Linked DNA regions of Gasterosteus aculeatus: region 2 is linked to region 1. Evidence: chromatin contacts called from public Hi-C data. All regions are on one chromosome and are shown on one strand. The core of a region is the stretch at or near the end of the contact, and the rest is flanking DNA. Distances in the headings are between cores, read along the strand shown. Region 1 holds the start of LOC120818477 (protein Wnt-8a). Region 2 overlaps lonrf4 (LON peptidase N-terminal domain and ring finger 4).

Region 1 (4,377 bases), core at 770-3,269:
CGCACTTCCTACCGACCTTCCCCGCATTCACGCTTCTTGACATTCAACAGAATGATCTACAGTGTGGCCTGTCGTTTCTCGTTTTATCACGGGTTATTTACTGCCTTTATATCCATGTTCATTTGCATGTGATGTCGCAGGCTGGCGTCAGCAGTCCTCGCACCCATCCCCAGCCTGTGAAGCCCGTCACCTCCCGAGCCTTTAGTGCTCCATTTCTCTCACCTCACATGGCCATAAATCACTGGTCAGCGCTCCCCGGACGGCTTAATGTGTCAGAGATGTCTGTTAGAACAATTTAATTAGCACGCATTTTGACTTTATGTTATTCTAAGCTTGGTGTATATCAAGGGTAACCCATACCCTGGCGTTTCCTCTCTTCCTTCCTTAAGTGGTTACTCAGCAGGCAGTCGGATTTCCGCGGTTACCTAAGCAGGCAGTTGAATTTTAGTGCACCTATATGCTAACATTTACGGTATTACATGAACGCTGACTGAAGTATGTGTGTAAAGAACATCTCTGACTACTCTTATAAATAATGAAATGTTTTACTGTACAAATTTAGAGAATTATCCAAAGTCCTATTTGCAAGGATTTCTCAATATCTGCAATACAAACGATGACTATACTCTTGTACAGAAAATGAAATGATTTTAGTGAAGTATCAAATTGATCATTTCTCCATATTTGAGCAGCAATACAAATTCCAGACAAAGATAATGTACATGTGGACCGCTCTATGATACAGTTAAATACAATTAAATATTTGTTCTATACCAATTAGGAGATTTCCACCTAAGTAAAAGGTATGAGCGTAAAGCTAATATCTCAGAATTTGAAGTCATGTTAAAGATGTGTGTTCAGGAGACCTCCGACTATTCCTCTGCTGAAGGAAATATTTCTATTGTACAGATAGTGATATTCTGAATTAAAATTGCATTTAAACATTTAGAAAGTCAATATATAAATATTTGAGCTATTATATAATATTGTTTCTTAATGCTTCCAGACAATGTTGGAAGTATATACAGTTGTGGTCTTTTTGTATACAGTTGTAAAGAGCATGTATATTATGGCTTGCCTTGAGTTTCCAATGATTTCTACACCTAGAACTTATTTGTCCGTGATAAGATGATTGGAACACATTCTTCTTTGTCACAAAATACATTATTAGGTTCATTATTAAATTAGGTTATTTTACGAATTTAGTAGGAGGCTTCTAAAAAATCGTTTAATTTGTAGAGTAAAAATATTTCATTTTCTGTCCTAAACATTCTTGTTTGCCTGGAATTATTTTAAAACGCATTTTTATTGCAGCTCAAAACAAGAAATTGAACACATACTTATTGGACTTCTGTCAAAGTAGTGGGACAATTTGTAAAGTAACTATTTAGAGGTCAGAGAGGTCCTTGACACATTTTATTGCAGCTAAAATATTGATTGATTATCTTTTTTGAACATATGGGACATTTTTCATTAGAGAAATCGCTAGATTTGTACAGGAAAAATATTTAATCATAGTAGTCAGATGATGGTCCTGAACACACATACTTCATTCCGTCATTGTCCTGAATTTTTAATCATTCCGCTAACATGTTTGATACCGTAATTGTTAACCTAAAGGTGCACTGACATTCAAGTCCCTGCTGACTTGACCAGTGCCTGTTAAATTCACCGCAGGATGAAAGCATAAATAAATACATCAAATCCATAAGAGCTCCTAAATTGTTATTATCGTGACTTTACGCTGACAGTTTATATTACTAATAATGCAATTAGCATACGACCACTGTCAAATACTTGTTGACAGGGCACCAATATTTCAGTTTTGTCATTTTAAAACGATGATAATAATAAATAAATTGAATTAACGTCTTTAAATGACGTAGCCCACGTGATTGGCCCTTCAGAGTTTCGGTGTTTATGAGAAAACTATAGCACCGACGCTGACATACGCCCCTCTGCGTTGACTACTATTGTTTCCGCCTTATTAACCCGTTGAATTCGTTGAAGGGGCCACCGGGTTGATGACAAATTACGAGCCCTTGCAGATTGATTTCTAATCGCTCCGTATTATTTCCCAACAAGGTGTCGACGGTCTTCGGGTTTCAGTCGAATCGCCGAAGGAACGCGGCCGATATCTAATTAGTGGGGATTATCCTCACCTACTCTCCGCTGTTGTGTGGAGGACCTCGCCCGGCCGCCCGGCTATTGTCCGCGGCGCAGAGTGGATTGTTGTCTTAAGGGGATCTTGAGTGGCTTAACGTGGATTTGACATGTGTGAGCAATATGATCGACAAAAACTATAATGATAATCACTAACTAACCCGGTACCTTCCCTCGCGTCAAACCGGCACGGTGATGATTGCTGATGATCGCAGTGATTGTGGAGGCTATCAAGGATAATCACAATTAATCCCAGATCTCTACAATGAACGATGATCGAAATTAATCTTTTTTTTTGTATTAACATCTACAAATCTAAACCACCCATGAAACCAAATGTACCGTGCAAAGTTGGCTAAGACATACAAACTCGTATATTTAGTTTTCCTTCTTGTAAATTCCAGACTGTTTTAACACCAAGTGGTTTCCCAGGGAAACATCTATTATCCTATTATCAAGACGATGCCAATGTCGCCGATGTGTGAGGCAGTATTTACATGACTATATACCATCAGCTACTGAAAGACTTTATGGCTTTGTGGTCGGTCTTTTCCCCCTTGGGGTACTGGTGCCATTCCCAAACGTTTCCTACACATGATGCCTCAAAGATGCCCGTCAGTACTGAACGTAAATTTAATTATGAGGAGCCATATTTCATATCATTCACGTCGGAGCTTCCTTGTGGCCTCGATACAGCAGCCATCCCCTCTTCACATCCCTTAACAATACATGCTGGCAATCCACTGCACATGCTTGAGTTGCTGGGGGAAAGCGCTTTGGGATTAGAGCCTGGGAAAGGCAGGTGAATGAATGAGGGGCTGTTTAAGTGTCTGGGTCTTTGAAGTGCACTTATGCACCGACGGCTCCCATTTGTCTGCGGGACGCGGCCATCGAAGTCGTTGTCAACACTTTTTCACAGCGAAACGTTACCTGCGGGACAAATCTGTCAATCAAAGGGGGCAGGGACATATAAATATCATCGGCGAGGAGTCCGGCCAGAACATCGGATGCCCTCTTACTCTTGCTCTCTCCTGGCACTCACACCCCGGATACAAACGCACAGGGATCCGTTTGGAATACGGCTGCTATGCGACCTTTGAATCTCCATCCAGCCATGGTTCTGTCCATGTGCTGCCATGTCCACTTCGCATTAGCGTGGTATGTGGCTTACTTTTGGATTAATTCATATAATCATGCAGTGTGATTAGTGTTTGTCAGTAGTCTTGGATTAACGCGCTGTCTTGTTTTCTTCCTATAGGACGGTGAATAATTTCCTTATGACTGGACCTAAGGTAAAAAGAAGATATACTTTTGCTTCATTTGTCCATCTACTGAGCATAACATTTATTCTGTAAATTCAAAAATATGGATTGATTTCTTAAATATCTAATGTTCCCTTTTTCGCTCCCAAGGCTCTTCTCACCTATGCTGGCAGTGTGCAAGTTGGCGCACAGAATGGAATACAAGAGTGTAAACACCAGTTCGCGTTGGAGAGGTGGAACTGTCCGCAAAATACCCGCCAGTTATCCACACAAAACGGCATTCGAAGTGGTAAGATATAAATATTCATACTTAAGTTACCGGTTGGAACCACATTTATTAAACACCAAACACAACACAACATTACTTTTACATGCTTTTACGCACGGTTTGCGCGTCTTTACGCGCAGTATTTGAGCGATACATTTTGCACTGTGGCTCCAAATTGGATGTGTGATCATTTTTCTTTCTCACCTCTTGTAGCCACAAGGGAGACGTCTTTTATCCATGCGATCAGCGCAGCAGGAGTGATGTACACGCTCACCAAGAACTGCAGTATGGGAGACTTTGACAACTGCGGCTGCGATGACTCAAGAATTAGACAGACAGGTACGGTTCGAACATCTATTAGACATGCCTGGTTTCTTTACAGTTAGAACTGTTATCACATGACTTTTCCTTCTGAGAACGGAATGTCCATTTTTTAATCCAACAGGTGGTAGAGGTTGGATTTGGGGAGGCTGCAGCGATAACGTGGCGTTTGGAGACAAGATCTCTAAACAGTTTGTGGACGCGTTGGAAAGTGGGCACGACTCGCGCGCAGCAGTCAACCTGCATAACAACGAGGCAGGCCGACTGGTAAGATATGCATTCACTATTAATTTGTTATTTTATTAAGGGATGTGTTTCAAATGTAAACAAGTATACGAGGAAAATGCGCTGTCTTATATTAGG
Region 2 (4,051 bases), core at 1,307-3,806, 170 kb before region 1:
GAGATACTCATTTGGTAGGCCAAACAAATTGTTATTCGTGGCATCAAGTGAATCAGCTTAAATGGTACTGCTGAAAACAGGCAGCAGGCGTCACTGTTGTGTCTCCAATTCTAAACATGAAGAACGTGCGGCATCAGCCAAGCTTGTACGGTGTGCTGCACCGCCGTGTGTTGCCTCGACCGACTCTTTGCATGAACGGAGCTTTGTTTGGAGTGAGACGAAACAATAGCGCACACAATTGGTCAAGGTTTTTTTCAGGACGATGCACATCACAGGATCGAAGGCTTCGAGGGACTCCTGGTCCCTATTTAGTATAAAATATTGCAATAATAATTTATATTTTCACACAGAATGGCTGCAACTGGAGTACCTTTTTTTTTTTTTAAATGAATGACCGGCTGTTGACGCTGTTTGTCATCTTCTGACGTAAAGTGAACCCACGACAATGACGAGACGCAGAAAACGCCTCGGTTTTACAACACAAAACCCGTGGGATGATGCGAGGCGATGGACGTAGTCGGCTGTAGATAAAGAGTCGTTCTCTTTTGCTCTGTTGCTATCTCCATAAGAGAATCACTATGTTTAAAACATCATGAGGCGAGTGGTGTAATTTAGCTCGGGTCAGCCTGCGGGGCGTCTGCGTAGGTCGCATCACCTGCGTCGGGCCCCCACACGTCTCTCCGTCTGTCCGGCCCCTGTGCCGCCGGTCGCGGACCCTTTTGAGTGCCTGGGCCAACTCCACCAGGAGACCTCCAAGTCTTAGCGTTTTCTACACCACATCTGTGACGCACTTTTTTTCCCTCTTATCTTTGCCATTGATATTTGTTGATAATAGTGCTACATTCCATGGAATGTTGAAGCTGCAATGTTACGTATACTTAATTTACGAACATATACAAACTGGGTGAAACATAAACGATTTTTTGTTTTTTTTTACTTAAATAAATGTGCCATCAATATTTCTATGTTGTGTGTTTTCAAGGAATAGTAAGTTAAACAGGCACTGCATTTATGTTCGTCATGGAATCTGACATTGGTCCTTGGCCCTCATGCCTTCTGTATAGTGGACATTAAACTACCATTTCTCACGGCCAGCATATGACTTGAAACAGTCAGAAGTAGTCCAGCAAACACCCTAATAGATGCAGTTTGTGTGATACGGAACAGCATGATATTGTTTCGAATAAAAGGGTTAAACTTGAGACTTCATACGCACAAAAAAATGTCCCATAACGGGCCAGCCAATGGATGGGCTGATGGCAGCATTGGATGGGTGACAGACAACCCACTGAACACTGACCCGGGAATTTACAATCTACTTGAGGGCAAATAAGCCATCTTCTTCCCCACCCTCTAAGATCGGTTAATCAGGTTTAGCTAACATGCTGTAAATGAAGTCATCCGTGATTGAAATCGGCTTAAATGTGCCAGTTATCACAACATGGCTCCAAAGCTAGTTTGGTTGATTTCATTAAAGACACCATCAATTAAGGTCAGTTTCTTGCTGCTACATGACATGATTATAGCTCACTCACAAATAAAAAGGGATCGTGATTCTTATAGAATGGTGCTGAATGACTCATCAACTATTTGTGATAAACACATGACTACGAACCCACAGCTGACGAGGGGGTTGTTGAGGGGCTTCCACGCCTCCTGTTGAACATCTCTATAGAGAGAATCTTTTGCCCGGTGAAATAATTTTGGTGCTCTCTCTCTTTATCAAACCACGTCTCGTTTTGGTTATCATTGATGCCGCCCTCCATTGAACGGGGAATGGGGATGTACGTGGGCCACAGAGATTGGTTTCATATTTGTCTTACTTAGCTTCAAACTGATCCCGGCGCCAATGTGCAATTTCTTATACCACGATGAAATGCTAAATCCATTTGAGAAATAAATGATTGTATACCACAGGGTTTTGATCCAACCAATGGCCAATGAAATGTCTGACTGTCATGAAACGTTTTTAAAACTAATGTGACATTCAATGTCCTCCCGTATAATTGGGCGATCAGAAAATGCCCTTGAACACAGCTGAAACAATGTCAACCTCAGTAGACGGTAGGAAGTAGAGACACGAGTTGTTGCTACCTTCAGTCTGCGCTCAAATCACTATTTAAACACCCTGAAAGTGAAGCAGTTTCTATCTGATTCATTTGTATTTAATCCTCCACCTCAAAGCCAAGGGCATTGAGATCTCTTGACCGGTTCATGTTTATTCACTTGTCCCCTGGATGACTTTCTAAATGTTATTATGAATAAAGCTTTTCAAACACACATTCTGCTTTATCCTTATTGTGTTCCCGTTGAACCTCATGCGACCGATTCTTCGGTCGTTAAGGAGGCTTTTCCAGCTACTGTAAGCGGGGCGGGGGATCTATTGCAATTTACCGCCCTACGGAAATTGTCAAAGGAGGGTTGATGGACGGGGAACGTGTCTCAGATGCTGATAGCGAGAACCATCATGTGCCACATGTGGACGCAGACTTGTCAGTTGGTCATATGTTGTCGTGAATAACAACAACACAATCAAAGCAATGTCAATAAGATCCCTAGAGAAAAACAGCACACTGAATTCGCATGCTACGAATAAACCGTCCACAAGGGGGCACTCTACAACTGTGGAGGAATAGCGTGGTGTCACACAGATGGAATCACACTGTATAAACAAGACATCTCACAAGAGTATGGCTTATTTTTCAAAACAAAAAGGCTCAGAATGATCACATTAGTGTCACCAATGGGGCACAGAGCAAGATTTTTGGCTGACAGAGAGAACCACCCACACGGAACAAGCTGGGAGGAAGTAGCTATTTCCCCATGCAAGCTGAAAGGAACAGAAATGAGTGAAAGTAAAAGAGGGCGTGCGCTCCTCTAATGCACGGGAAGACAGACCCACACAGAAAAAAACACAGCGTGGCAGAAGTGAGGAACGTTTCCTGCCAGCTTCTTTCCTCTGCATGGGAAGCAGGCAGATGAAAAGAGGCTTCAGTTGGCTTCAGCGGGGCCCTCTGTAATGCAGCTCAGCGTCTACATCAAAGCCCATTACATTCGAAGAATGCCACAGCTTTCCTGTACTAAATTCATCCATCGCCTTGTGCTGACTCCCCGCGTTCGCATGACGGAATAAGGATGACAGGCGTTTTGTAGGAGTTCTCACTAGGGGGGGGGGGGGCGTCTGGATGTGTGCGTGTTCTTACACTTCTGCTGGTAAGAAGGCCAAGTTCCCTCGCAAGGATAGACGGGTGAGGAAAATCCTCAACAGGGATGCAGGTTGTTGGTTTATGTTAGGGGAGAGTCAGAGAGGGAGGCGTGCAGCAGAGATGCATTACCAGGATGGTTTCTGTGATATCTCCGTGGGTGTATATTAAGCACTTCAGGTGGCGGCTGGTATGACTGAGCATGTTTACCGAAGACTGCAAGAATACACCAGCCTACACACAAGTCTCCTGCTCCGGAACTGACTAGCTTACTCTTTAGTCATGTGACTTCTAGAACCAATCACATTACTGTTACTCAACATGAGAAACCCGGTCTATTACATTTCTCCCCTTCACATTTGACACCCGTCTACACTAACAATCATTCTCTTAAACTTAGGTCTTCTGGACATTACTGTTTTTAATGTCCAGAAGACCCCTCATTTGAACTCATTACAAATCCAGTCTTTTGGGAGCACTTCTGGGTCTTTCTGGATTTCTCCTTTGGGGCACCCCTGACGGTACACTGCTGGGTGGAGGAGGAATAACATTTCCTGGCACTGCAGGACTCAGATGAATGCTACTTCTCTGAGGTGTCGGTGTCAGGCGGTTTTTCTCCACTGGTGGAGGTGGAGCAACTAATGTTAAGTCCTGCTCCTCAAAATGTGTGTACGGCTCCAGTTTCTTGAGTTCTCCTCTTTTTTCCCCAGCATATGATCAACATGGACGGACCGTTGCCTCCCTCTTTCCCATGTCACAGGACCCAAGCGCTTCACGACTGGCAGCCCATTTCTTTACTCTGACTTGGGTCATTCTCATGAAACTCTCTCTTTATCATGATACGGTTT

The links. A called contact is a pair of places that touch in the nucleus more often than the background predicts.
Region 2: a contact with region 1 is called in a Hi-C map of skeletal muscle, with 6 times the contacts expected there. The contact joins the enhancer-like site here to the promoter of LOC120818477 in region 1. A contact is called at or near these places in 2 of 6 Hi-C or Micro-C datasets (both in skeletal muscle).

What each region holds. Positions count from the first base shown.
Region 1 is chr4:14,575,284-14,579,660 of fGasAcu3.hap1.1, reverse strand. It overlaps LOC120818477 (protein Wnt-8a), which reads left to right and starts at 2,019. Exons shown (of 6, transcript XM_040175604.2): 1 at 2,019-3,321; 2 at 3,422-3,455; 3 at 3,576-3,714; 4 at 3,907-4,032; 5 at 4,139-4,281. The coding sequence starts at 3,251.
Region 2 is chr4:14,743,501-14,747,551 of fGasAcu3.hap1.1, reverse strand. lonrf4 (LON peptidase N-terminal domain and ring finger 4) reads left to right here. Exons shown (of 12, transcript XM_040175592.2): 12 at 1-2,280. Among protein-coding and RNA genes, the nearest start is that of lonrf4, 11 kb to the left of the region's middle. Within about 2 kb of position 2,556, at least 3 of the 9 cell types and tissues checked have open chromatin away from gene starts, as enhancers often do.